Regions from separate parts of the Mus musculus genome. Here all the other regions are linked to region 3. A link is a contact called in public HiCAR-type and HiChIP or PLAC-seq data. All regions are on one chromosome and are shown on one strand. Each heading gives the region's core, a stretch centred on a gene start, on an enhancer-like site or on the middle of the called end of the contact. The rest is flanking DNA. Distances are from core to core; before and after follow the strand shown.

Region 1 (4,078 bases), core at 738-3,237, 170 kb before region 3:
CTTACACAACTCAGGCACATTTGCCTAGGAATGATACCGCCCACAGTGGGCTGGGCCCGCCTTCATCCATTAGCAATAAAAGAAAATGCCTCATACACACATCTCTTTTCAAGAGTCTACAACACTGGTTCTCAACCTGTGTGTTGCGGCCCTTTCACTGGGGTCTCAAGGCCATCTGAAAACAGGTAATTACTTTACCATTTGTAGGAGCAATGAAAATACTCCTATGGCTGGGGCTTAAGCACAACCTGAGGAACTGTACTAAAAGGTCACAGGCTTAGGAAGGCTGAGGACTACTAACTACTGTGGAAGCAATAAGCAAATGCTAGAAGAGGCAACTGACCAGTGAAGCAACAGAGCGATCTTCCCAGGCTGGGGGGAGGGGGGGATAGAACCCTGACTGAGCTCCCTTACTACAAAATCCAACACTAAGCAATTCCCTGGAAGTTGAAAATGGAAGTTTTAAATCTAGATTTGTGTGTTTCTTTTACTAAATGTGAACCATGTAGAACATTTTTTTTAAATTCTAATTACCTGGTATTGATAGATTAATATTCTTTTTCTCATTAAAAAATCATTCTAGGTCAGTTCTCAGAAGCAGATCTTACAGGGTTTTTGGTTTTGTTTTGTTTTTTTTTTTGTTTGTTTGTTTTTTTATGCCTGGTACGGCATGAATTTGACAACCACATCATTACAGTTCACAGTAGCAAAAGGCTCACTAAGAGAGAGTGTAGAACAATTGCTGGTACTTAGGCAATACCAGAGGTGTCCTCTTTCTCCACAAAAGCCATCATCTTGGATATTAAAAGACATGACAGTGATCTCTGCTTTTCCTGTCCTCCAAACAGCAGTGGGAACTCAAGAGCAGTGGGTTCAGTGAGGAAGGAGAAGGGGGAAATGTCTTGGGGTCCAGGAAATTCAAAGGAAGATGCAGACTCAGCATCAGCTTCTACACAGTGGTCCATGAGAGATGCTTCATACCCTCCCTGGATGCTCATTGATTGTGAACTACTTCAGGGAGGCTGCACGTACACTGTTCATCTCTAAATAGAACAATCTTGGATACAAATAGGATTTGAGAAAGTGATGTTTTGCATATATATATAAATATGTATATATATATATATATATATATATATATATATATATATATATATATGTAATTTCCACTGATGGAATCCCAGTCGCTCAGGTGTCCTGTTGGCCTTCACATTTGGGACATTTTTAACAATTTTTTTTGTTTTTAACTTCTTATTGTATATGAATTATACACCATGCACCCCCAATCCCACTCATCTCGTCACCCCTTTACAGCATCTATATCTCAAGTCCTGGGGTATCTTCTCCATCCTTGCAACCTCCCCTCAAAAAATAGAAATAAAAATAAAAAAATTAAAACCTCAAAATCAAAACAAAACAAAACAAACAACAACAAAAATCTCACTGTGGAAGCTGCAGTGTGTCACAATGTGTCACACGGGTATTCCTTTGGCCAAACCTCTTTACTTCCAAATGTTCATTGCAATGAGTCTGGTTTGAGGCCTCTGGCTTCTGCTATACTATCAATACTGGAATCTCACTGGGGTTTCTCTCAGATATCCTGTTGTCGGTCTGTGTCGTGGAAACTCTGCAGCTTTGGATCTGCAGGACTGGCCCCTTCACACACTCCAGCATTTCACAGATGGGGCAGATGTTGGGGTGAGCATATTCAAAGCCCTGGATCTGGGCCTGGGTTGGAGTTGCTGAACCCATCAGCTTTCCTGTACCCAAGCCACCAGGCTAGGTCTACTGTGCTGCCCAGGTGAAGCGCGGGGGCTTTCTGCTTATTTTAAACAAGATATTACAGATTGTCTCTTTTTAATAAGTCCTGACCATACTGCAGTGTCTGGTCTTTAAGCATAGATTTCCAAATTGACTCAAGTGTTTCAGACGAGTTTCACCATAGGCAAGAGAGTCAGGGTTGAGTCATTCTTAAGCAATTTGTAACACGTAGTGTTTAAGCTCTTCCAACTTTGCTATGGTAACCAAAGAGACACCACCACCCAAGAACAGTTTTAAGTTCTCATCTTAAAATGACCTGGCATATCTGAACTTGTCTTCTGAGTTTGTCTGTAACTCTTTAGAACACTTAAGACTGTCCCTGACTGCATAAAAAATGCCTTTCCTGACCCCTGGTAACTGTTCAATGTTAACTCTTGACTTTACTGAGTGCTTACCTGTGTGAAAAGGCCTGCTTCCTTGTGTTGTGTAGATAGAAGTTTTAGCACACAACCTGACAGGCATTGTGGTTTGATTAATAGGGTGTGTTGTTTTGGTTTTTCATATATTTACCGGTGCTTAAATAACTGTGGCTAATTATTCTGTCCTTTCATGGGAAGCAAGTCATCGTAGCTTCTATTTAATCTGATAATATATTTTGAAACAATCAAAACAAAATGCCATTAACCTTTATGGTTGTTTTGAATGGCATTTTAAATGACATTTATAAAGGCTGTTATTGATCTTTCTTCGATGTGCATTTCCACAGGATGTCTTGCCCTTCACCCAGTAACAAAAGCACCTTCTACCCAGTTACCATTGCTAGTCAACCGCTATTGCATGTAGACACGTTGGAGTCAATTCTCCATAAATAACATCTGACTGAGGACTGGGATACCATGGTAGAATTCAAAAGAAATCTGGGCTTAGGAGTCAAAACAGACACATGGGGAGATCCCATGGAATCTCCTCTCCAGTTACAGCTGGATAGGAAGGAAGGCAAGGGGACTGGATTTTAGGAAGATGGAAAAATCAGCACAAGTGTTGTATGAAAATCCATGTGTTTGTTGAGGTCATCACACAACAACAACAACAACAACAAAAGGGAAGAAAGCATGAGCCAGGGACTGACATTATCAAAGAACGTGGAGAAAATTTCTGAAGTTTAACAGAAAATGGAGACTCATATGTACTCAAAGATCCCACATCCTTGGATTATGTGGGGATATAATCACACACTCCAGCACTCTAGCCTGAAGTGCCCTTTTTCCCTCTCGCTGTACTATCGAATGCTCAAGTAGCTTTGTCTAATTAGTTTGCCCTTTCATTGGGAGCATGCCATTGGAGTCGCTAGTTAACACAATAATTAATTTTTAAACATTCACAACAAAAAATGGAATAGAATGATTGGAAAAGAAATAGGGGGTAAAGTCTAAGGCCGCTATATCATGCTTAAAGAAAACTGTGACTCTCAAAAATCAAAAGAAACTAGTACAAATAAGAGAGACTGCCTAAGGAAAGCAACTACCTACTTCTCAGGCACTGCAACCAACCTGCCTGGGAGGGGCACCAGAGACTTTGAGATAGATCTAGGAGTTCAATTCAGCCACGAAATGAAGAGGCGTTGGTTATAGGGGAGTCTCCAGTTCACAGCAGTTAAGATTTCTGAGTATAAAGAGGAATTCAGGAACAGAGGGGATCAGATGAGGAGACTAACGAAGCTGAATGGGTGTCTGGTTTCCAAATGAGCCTGACAAGTCTGGATGCCTGGGATAAAAGGGGCTGGCAGACCTGCTGAAGTTCAGCCCCAGTAGTTTCCTAGAAAAAGGTGAGCAATCAGGAATGCCGGAGCAATAATTGAAAACAACTGAGTCTCTGTAGATGTAAACGGGACTGCCATCCAACCAGAGTCGTCTCCCATGAATTTCTGTCATTCTGTCCACTCTGCTGTCTTCCACTGGGCCTCCATCCTAGGCCTTGTCACTTCCTTGGCACCCCTCCCTAACACAGCATACGTGATAAGAAAGAAAGGAGGAAAATGAATGTCTTACACTCTAGACTGGAGGAAAAATTGCTTCCAGAATTCCCCAGCCGACTTACCTACGCTTCTATTTCACTGGTTACAAATAAGTCATGTGTTTATCCCATCAAAGGTAAAAATAAATAGTGTCTATGACTAACTTAGCCTCTCATAATTTATACCCAGAGGGCTAGGTCTGTACTCAACCAACACAGTTTTATGAACCAGGGGGAAAAGCTGTTGCATTTACAACCAACCAAGATGGCTGCAGTAGCTGTTTAGATTGATTCTCCATCCAGA
Region 2 (4,284 bases), core at 1,012-3,511, 150 kb before region 3:
AAAAGTCTAAGAAATGATCACACATTTTTAAGTCTGAGGGTTGCAAATACTTAATTTAGGCACAGAATTGAATTTTAAGAGAAATGCCATCTTGCATAAAGTTTGCAGACTTTGAAATTGAAATGACTTGTGATCATCAAGAACTAAGAGTCAAGATGAGATTGTAGTTTATTATAGCAGAAAGTTTTATTGTGAAGGTGAACATGTCTCCTTGGGAGCCTTGCGCACTTCCTTTAAGGAGCCTGTATTATTTTTTAGTTGTATATTTAGGTCTTGTATTAGTCTTTGTAAGTACAGAAATATACAAGGTCTATATTTTGCCCTAATTGCATTTGTCATACAGTTGGAATGGTGCATGGATAAGAACTACTGATGCAATGTAGGATGAGTCTGGATGGCAAGTCCATACCATAGCTAGTGAGTGCTAGCAATGGGCAGGTGTAAAAGTCCCCAGGGGAAAAAAATCTAGGAGGTAAGTTTTAGTTTAAGCCCAAAAGGTTGACTGACCATGATAGTGGAATAAGGCCAGCAAGAGCATGAACAAATCTACTGCACAGTGAGTAGCTACTGCATGGGAAGGGATATACTAAGAAAAATAAAGGGCATATGCCTTAAAAGTTAATGCCATGACATGTCTATAGAAGGAAGGTGTGGATATAGAATATATTTTCTGAACATAGAATTATACTGAGGAAAAAAAAAGAAGAGGAGGAGGAAGAAGAAGGTGGAGTAGGAGGAGGAAGAGAAGGCGGGGGAACAAAGTAGCCTAGCTAAGGCATTAGAGTCTAGCTTGACAACTGTGTGCACACTTTAGTACTGCACCTGCTCGTTGAAAGCATGGCTCCTCTGTCATGCATCTCATGGTATCCCATACCCACTGGGACAGCATAATAAATGCCATGCTGAGTGAATGAGGGTAAGAAAGCAATGCTGGAAGAAGTGACACCAGTACAAAAGTCAACCAAATTGGAGAAGAGGAAACAAGCTTCTGTTGTAAATAAGGACTCCTGACTGAGAAAGAACACACAAAACCCATCTCTCCTGGCAAGCACAAAACCCAAAGGGAAACTTCAGAAGTATTCAAAGATACCCGCTTACTATTATATGAAATTGGGTCAGAGAACCATGTACCTACTGCCTAGACAACCTACCCACATAGCACAAGTCTAGTTAATGAGTGAAAACACTAAATTATTGAAGGATTATAGAAGGATTTTTAAGGTCAGTTTTTATGACTATTAAGAATGTAGTCACCTATATGTCACCCTATGGTGATTAAAGCTACCAAAGGTTATATAAACCAAAAGACACAGGAAAATATTTTAAATTGCTCATAACAAATGAGGCATATAAAATCAACTTTATTAAGAAGTATTTTAAGCGCTGGGCAGTGGTGGCACACACCTTTAACCCAGCACTTGGAAGGCAGAGGCAAGCAGATTTCTGAGTTTGAGGCCAGTCTGGTCTACAGAGAGAGTTCCAAGCCAGCCAGAGCTACACAGAGCAACCCTGCCTCAGGAAAAAAAAAAAGTATTTTAAGCATAGATAGAATCATACTGCCATTTGGGAAAATACCCAACTTCCTTCCCTTTGAAATCTGAGAGAATGTATATGTTCATAAGCTGGTTTAAAATATAACATTTAGAAATTAGAAACAAAATTCCTGTTGAAGTTTAACTTATATATACCCAGCGACCAAACAAGTCACACCCTTAACAGAGATGTGTTTGTATCTTCACCAAAACACATAGAAGTTTTGGTGGCAGCACGTTTCAGAATGTGCCAGACTGCAGAGAACTCAAATAAGCATCACCAATAGGATGCACTATCCAGGACTGCACATTTTCAAACATTAGTGAAATTAAGATGCATGATTACAACCTCAAGCAACATTATGGACAAACCTCAGAAATTACATTGAGTAGAAGGAGGCAGACCCATAAGAAGTATCATGTCTTGTTCAAGTACAGCTCAAAGGAATCAAAATTAATATGACTTTTCATGCTGTGTGATGATAACCCTGGTGACCTGGATTTGGGGGTTATGGTTGTGAATGGGGGGATAGGTGATGTTAGGAGGATAGGTATGGATAGGGGACATACGGGTGGCTGGAACACAGTGGGCACTGGTTTTTGTTTTGGGTGTCACTCCCTGTATCTTCGCTTTGCAAAACCTCACAGGTTTGCTAATGGATTAAAGAAGACTTTGCCTTGGTGAAGCCCCATGTTCAGTCATTTGACTGGCTGGCTCCCTGTATCTTTGATCTGGTTTTGTGGCCGGCACATGACTCACCAGCAAACATTTAGGCTTACCTTTTATACACAGTATCTGGATACTTTCTGACAAACATTAATTAAAGTCATCTCCTTTTATAGGAGTTGGCTTCTCTAATTAAAACAAAGTGATTCTTTCCAAGGTCTGAGCAGAAGTGAGTTCCAGAGGGTACTCAATTACATACGCCTCCACCTGCCTCTCAGGGCTCCCACCCTTTTAGACAGCTAGTTTACAGATAGCTACTGACACCACTAACTCCCAACTTTTTACATCTGGCTACAGAATAAACAAAGTCCTTTCTGTTGCTTCCATACAGAAATGCTAAGATAAACTGATATTTGTTTTATAATAAATTCTAAGAAAAGAAGTGCCAATAGAAATGAAATCTAAAAACCAAATTGAACCTGCATAGAGGAGGGTATAATTCCAATAGCTATTTCTCATCCTGTCAGTTTTAAAACAGTTCTAATCCACATTTTTTTTCAAAAGCTGCCCCAATTTTGGGAAGGAATGCAATTTAGCTTTCTTTTCTGTTAGCTTCATTTTAACCTGTTGATATATGAACAAAGTTCACAGATTCAAGTAAAGTTGTTAAATGAGAACAAATCTATACCTAAGTAGGGGAAAGACTCCAAACACTATATCTTTTCTCAGAGCAATTATTTAAATTGACCTAACAGCATTCTTACAAGGATTTATGTAATGTAAAGATCTATGAGTGCACTGTAGTCCTTCGCAGACACCAGAGGAGGGCATTGGATCTCACTACAGATGGTTGTGAGCCACCACGTGGTTGCTGGGAATCGAACTCAGGACCTTTGGAAGAGCAGTCAGTGCCCTTAACCACTGAGCAATCTCTCCAGCCACCTGACTAAACAACTTTTCTTTTTAATTTTTTTATTAGATATTTTCTTAATTTACATTTCAAATGCTATCCCAAAAGTCCCCTATACCCTCCCCCCGCCCTGCTCCCCTACTCACTCACTCCCACTTCTTGGCCCTGGTGTTCCTCTGTACTGGGGCATATAAAGTTTGTAAGACCAAGGGGCCTCTCTTCCCTGTGATGGCCGACTAGGTCATCTTCTGCTACATATGCAGCTAGAGACACGAGCTCTGGGGGTAAACAACTTTTAAACATTGACTCCAATAGCCTGGCTAAGTTCTAGCTGAAAGAAAACTCAAAAACATAGCTATGGGTTCCCAAAGCATTGAGAAGATATGCTGCACATATAAGTCAGCCACAAACACAGGTTGGAAACTACACACACACACACACACACACACACACACACACACACAGAGGGAGAAGAAATTTTGAAGAGAATAAATATGTGAGTGAGAAATTAACTCTTTGGTGCACAACGTCAACTCTTTTGTATTTAGATTTCCAAGTAGTAATATTTTGATCAATCCCTGTGTAGCTTTTTATCATATAACTAAAACACTAGAATGCATTTTTTTTGAGTAAGTTGATTTCTATCTCAGTAGTTATCATAGCTGCTTCTAAGTGAGGGTTCCTCAGCAATACTCATTCCAGCTTGGCTTTTATAACATCCCTGTTTTGCTATTCTATAAGCCATGAATTTAGGTTAAGTTTAGCTTATGAATTATAATTTATGAATGGTTAGCTTCAGCCAACCTTTCCCACACAGAATAGTAGGGAGATGGACATGGTGGTGGTATGTTTGGAGAGAATGTATTAATGGGCACATGGTGATAAAAGGAAAAATATGGGCAAAATTGCAACCTTCTCTGACTGAAATATATGTTGTATATAATTTGTTGCATCTACATTATAATGAGAAGCTGGTGTTATGGCCTTTTAATTTAGAATGTAGGTACTAAGTGAGTCAAATTATCTTTATAATTAATGTCATATATAAATGTTTGGACTAGGATCCTGAATAGAGAACTTCTGATAAGTGTTTTAAATTAAGGTACTTAGCTTCATCTAATATTCTGTCTCTTGCTTCCAGAGTAAATTCCCACTTATACTTGTAGGGGGTAGTT
Region 3 (4,423 bases), core at 1,888-4,387:
GTTTTCTAGATATAATCATCTAAACAACCCATACATTTGTGAAGAAAAGTGTAGGGGGTATGGCAAACAGACAAGGTTTGAACATTGCTTCTGGGAGTCTCTTCATAGGTCTGTATATCTCTTAAACAATAACAATCTTATATTGAAATATTGAATGCTAATTATTTTGAAAAACTTAAAGAATAGATAAAGTCCTTATATTTAACTTTTTAAAATAAATTTATATGTAATGTTGGACTTAGCTTTTTTGTAGCTACAAAGATGTTTCACAATTAAGAATTGGGTTTTCTAATAAATTATTAGTACAATTTCAAACTTTGTCTTAAGCGAGGGTTTATTAGTGGGCAGTGAGGCCTCGGGTTTTTTCCTGTTCATGTGACATAGTTCAATAATGGTGAATTCCATGGTTCTCGGACTCAGAAAAGGCAGGGAAAGGTGACTTGGGTCCTCAGGGGACATTTGGCAATGTCTGGAAACATTTGGTGTTGTCATGACTGGGCAGTATTATCTGCAGCTAGTGAGGCAGAAGCCAGGGATGTTGCTAAATGTACAGTTCTTGGGATAAGCCCTCAAAGCACAGGGTGATCTGGCTGAAAATGCCAATAATTTGGAAGTTGAGCAAGCCTCCTTTAACCCAAGTGCTTTAAATATCAAGAAATTATTTCCATGAATAACCAGTTCCATGAATAACCAAGGAGTAGAGCTGTATGTGAACAATATGGGACACTAGAAGATGTGTTTGTGATTTGAGAAGAAAACTAAAGAGAAAAACTGATTTTATTCATATGTGTATCCATAAACACATTACAATAAGCCAAAAAAGATCTTTGTTACAGTGTAATGAGAAAATGAAGGAACGAAATCCTACTCACAAATACTAATTTATGATCAAGTTGTACTCCACCATAATTTTAATATGACACCTAAAACTCTTATTAGAAGGCAAGATACATGATAATAGCTAGAAAAAGACAGCACCAGCATTGATTTTATATGAAATTTAACGTCTCCTTCCTTATAATTGAATTGCTTTTGAGGCTCATTGGAGGATAATCCCGCACACTGGAAGTTCTAGTGTGGACTCGGCCATTTGGCTGCAACATCTTCTTTAATTTTTCTCTTTCTTAGAAAATCTATCAGTTTAGCATGAATAAGACCATCTTTGCTGTGTAGAATCATGCTGTTTTAATCCCCTTCAAAATAATGGTAGCTGCCATAGTATAAGAATATTCTAAGAAGATAAACAAAATCATTTTATAGAAAGGCTTAAAAAAAAACTTGAATTAAAATAGTGAACCGGGCAAGCATGTTATTAAAAATAAGAGTGTCATCAAGTCCCAACCCATGGTAGAGGGATATATTCAGTAAGTCAGTATGTGAGTCTTTCTCTATTGAATTCTTCATGGCATACGCCAACTCTAGTCAGGTTCTATTTTTATCATGGGCTTCAGAGACAACTTTTATAAATACCTATAATTTTACAAATGAATCTTTAACTGTAACTGCCCAATAAAAGACATGGCAGTTTTACCTCTCCATGGCCTGTCTCCACTGCTTGAAAACTCAGCAGTTATTTGCAATAGGTCTTTCAATTGTCCTAAGGAGGACAATGGAAATGTGAAGGTATCTGGAAGACTTGGAAGGGATGAAGCCCCAGGGTTAGATGTCTGGCCACCACCCTGACTGCAGCCATGCTTTTTCTTCTTCTTGAGAAAGACCTTACAACTTTGAGGAAATGTAAGCTTTACAAAAAGATTAAATGGATCTAAACTGTCTCTTCCAAACCCTGGAAATCAACATGAAGGCCTCCCCTTCAAACTCCTGCCATCGGGCGTAGCATCTAGACCCTATCTGATTCTCAGAAAGTCCGAATGAATGCAGGATGGTGAAGTGCTGAGAAAACAGTGAGTGTAAGGCCTATACCACCCCTTCGAATTAAAAAGGATTTAAATAAAACCAGGAAGGAAAAGTATAATCAGGGGGAGGGGGAAGCTTGAGTAACGGGACTCGGTGAGGGGGCGAGAGAAGAAGCCTCCAGGACGTGGGATTCAACCCTGCGCCATTCTGCATTACTGACATGATGACCCACACACTGCAGTGGAAGAAGATACACTCCCTATTCAACTATGACATTTAGAGTTTTGCCTTCCAAATATGTTCTCCGATCAGTTCCCAGGTTGTTTAGTTGGTTGTTTTGTAACTTGTATTACTCCCCAAATAGCCTTTCCTTTTCCAAAGAAACCTTCAAATCCATTTCCTACAAGGGATTTGATTTGTGCAGCAGGCTCTAAAGCCGGCTGTCCAGAGCAATGCCCATTCTTTGGTACTATAGTTTGGGGTCTGGGCAAACTGAAAGCATCATTCCATATCTATACTCACCAAGTTCCTATTTCGCGCAGGCAAAGTTTTAGGTTACCAGATGGCAAACTCTTTATGCCAACTCCTCCCTACTGAAGCTCTTGAGAGAATGGTCAGCGGGCTTATCCATGTACCATGATGTAGTTATATGCTTGTTTATGCTGCTCCTACGATGGCATTACAGACCTGTCTGCACGGCATTAGTTCCTGCAGTCTTTGAACAAAATCCTGATTTAAGGGAAAATCCAAAGTTAGTTGTAGTTTGGAGGCAGAAGAGCAGACCTATCCTTGGGGTATGATGGCAACAAACTCCTATAACAACTTACATAACCAACTCTGGGGAAACAAAAACAAAACGAAAGGGCTGCTGCAGTCCATTATCTATCAACAAGGTACGCCTTAGCCTCACGATTCAGCTACAATGCTTGCTGTGAGTTGGGGACCAAGTAAAAGTTAGGAATTAACATCTCATTCTCTCAGGATAGCTCTGAGGAGCAGGTGCCACAACTCTAATCCAACCAGTAGATGCATGTAGACTTCCCTAATGCTTGCCCCCTAGCACCTCCAGACCTTCTTCCAGTACACACACCTCCCTGACCAATCTGTCTGCCTTTAAGCATCCCTGTTCGGACTGCAAGCCAAGTGGCCCGGGAGGTCTGCTTTGCCCGGCTTCACCAAGCCAGGAGATGACTCATCGAGCCGGTTCCCCGGGCTCCTTGGGGCTTTGGCAAACAACTGGAGAGGTGCCCTCCCTCCCCGCAGGCCCGGCGGGGCGGGGCGGGGTTCGGCCAGCCAAGGCTGGGAGCGGGAACCGGCAGCGGGAAGCGGCCGCCGCCCGGGCAGCCCGAGGCTAGGCAGGGCGAAGCCAGGCGGGGCGGGGCTGAGCGCCACGGGAAGGGGAGGCAGGGCTGCCTAGGGACCGAACGACCGAGCCACTCTTGCAACGCCAGCCACGATGGGGCTGGAGACCGAGAAGGCCGATGTGCAGCTCTTCATGGCCGATGACGCCTACAGCCACCACAGTGGCGTTGACTACGCAGATCCTGAGAAGTATGTTGACTCGAGTCACGACCGGGATCCTCACCAGCTCAACTCTCATCTCAAGGTGAGTTTCAGGCTGGGCTATCACTCATCTAGGCTGGAGGCTGCTAAGGGTCCCTTGTATGCTGCAGGAGGATGACTCTTGACCTTCTCCCCAACAGTGGGGGTTGGTCCCATTGCTAATGCTGGTTCCATTGGCACTCTGCCCTGGTCCCACAGCCTTCAGGCTCCCTGAACAGCCACACAGTGTCCAACTCCTGTGTGCCCAGTGTCACTCTAAGAAAAGCTGAAGATACTCTAGCCAGGTCGCCTTTCCTTCGGACTTCCCCTTCTTAGAGTGCTTCTGCCACCACACCCCCCACCCCCACCAACTTCGTTCCCTCCCCACCCCGACCCTATCCCCGACAGGTTGGATGACGTCATGAGTCCTTGCATCTTGTCTCTGCAGCTAGGCTTCGAGGATCTGATTGCAGAGCCTGAGACTACACACTCCTTTGACAAAGTGTGGATCTGCAGCCATGCTCTCTTTGAAATCAGCAAATATGTGATGTACAAGTTCCTGACCGTATTTCTGGCCATCCCCTTGGCCTTCATTGCGGGTATCCTGTTTGCTACCCTCAGCTGTCTGCACATCTGGTGAGAGGGGACACATGGGTTGATTCTGAAGCTTACAGAAGTTTTTGCCACCTGCTCTCTGCTCTTCCTATTTCCCAGGGCCCATTTGCAGAGAAAACGCTTACATTAGTTCCCAAGGGTAACAAGACCTGAGAAATCTTGAAGGGCAGTGTGCTTTCTTTAGAATAATAGTCCCGGCTGAGAGTTTAAACAGAAGGAAGCAAGGGCCTCTTTCCTGGGTGTGATTTTTCCTTCCATGCAGAAGGCTGAGCTGAGTGTGGAGGTGGGGGCTGGAAGGCCACTTCCTGTCATAGGCTGCTCTCTCCAGGGCCTGTTGTGACTCGTGCCTGTGGTTCTGGGCAGGTCCTTTCCTCCTTTCATTGACTTTTATTCAGTCACCATCTGTGCT

What was found. HiCAR-type assays count read pairs that join an accessible place to other places. HiChIP or PLAC-seq counts read pairs in DNA pulled down with a chosen protein or histone mark.
Region 1: a contact with region 3 is called in a HiCAR-type map of fibro-adipogenic progenitors, with 5 times the contacts expected there. The contact joins the enhancer-like site here to the promoter of Cav2 in region 3. A contact is called at or near these places in 11 of 39 promoter capture datasets (3T3-L1-derived adipocytes, cranial neural crest, embryonic stem cells and 6 more), 1 of 15 datasets of contacts at CTCF or cohesin (the NIH/3T3 cell line), 11 of 484 Hi-C or Micro-C datasets (the Ba/F3 cell line, beige adipocytes, bone marrow-derived macrophages and 6 more), 11 of 115 datasets of contacts at active chromatin or transcription factors (bone marrow-derived macrophages, cardiomyocytes, embryonic fibroblasts and 7 more) and 4 of 9 other capture datasets (adipose tissue, bone marrow-derived macrophages, embryonic stem cells and 1 more).
Region 2: a contact with region 3 is called in a FOXA1 HiChIP or PLAC-seq map of pancreatic cancer cells. The contact joins the enhancer-like site here to the promoter of Cav2 in region 3. A contact is called at or near these places in 6 of 39 promoter capture datasets (cranial neural crest, embryonic stem cells, epiblast stem cells and 3 more), 1 of 15 datasets of contacts at CTCF or cohesin (the NIH/3T3 cell line), 2 of 484 Hi-C or Micro-C datasets (embryonic fibroblasts and muscle stem cells), 6 of 115 datasets of contacts at active chromatin or transcription factors (the NIH/3T3 cell line, bone marrow-derived macrophages, a colorectal cancer cell line and 3 more) and 1 of 9 other capture datasets (adipose tissue).

What each region holds. Positions count from the first base shown.
Region 1 is chr6:17,107,439-17,111,516 of GRCm38.p6, forward strand. The region is part of intron 1 of Gm4876 (predicted gene 4876); the gene reads right to left. Among named protein-coding and RNA genes, the nearest start is that of Gm15473, 44 kb to the left of the region's middle. Within about 2 kb of position 1,988, at least 85 of the 459 cell types and tissues checked have an H3K27ac peak or open chromatin away from gene starts, as enhancers often do. A contact at or near this core is called in 3T3-L1-derived adipocytes, the NIH/3T3 cell line, adipose tissue and 10 more, where this site is marked.
Region 2 is chr6:17,133,055-17,137,338 of GRCm38.p6, forward strand. All of the region lies in intron 1 of Gm4876 (predicted gene 4876), which reads right to left. Among named protein-coding and RNA genes, the nearest start is that of Gm4876, 37 kb to the right of the region's middle. Within about 2 kb of position 2,262, at least 8 of the 459 cell types and tissues checked have an H3K27ac peak or open chromatin away from gene starts, as enhancers often do. A contact at or near this core is called in pancreatic cancer cells, where this site is marked.
Region 3 is chr6:17,278,048-17,282,470 of GRCm38.p6, forward strand. It overlaps Cav2 (caveolin 2), which reads left to right and starts at 3,138. Exons shown (of 3, transcript NM_016900.4): 1 at 3,138-3,463; 2 at 3,848-4,035. The coding sequence starts at 3,314.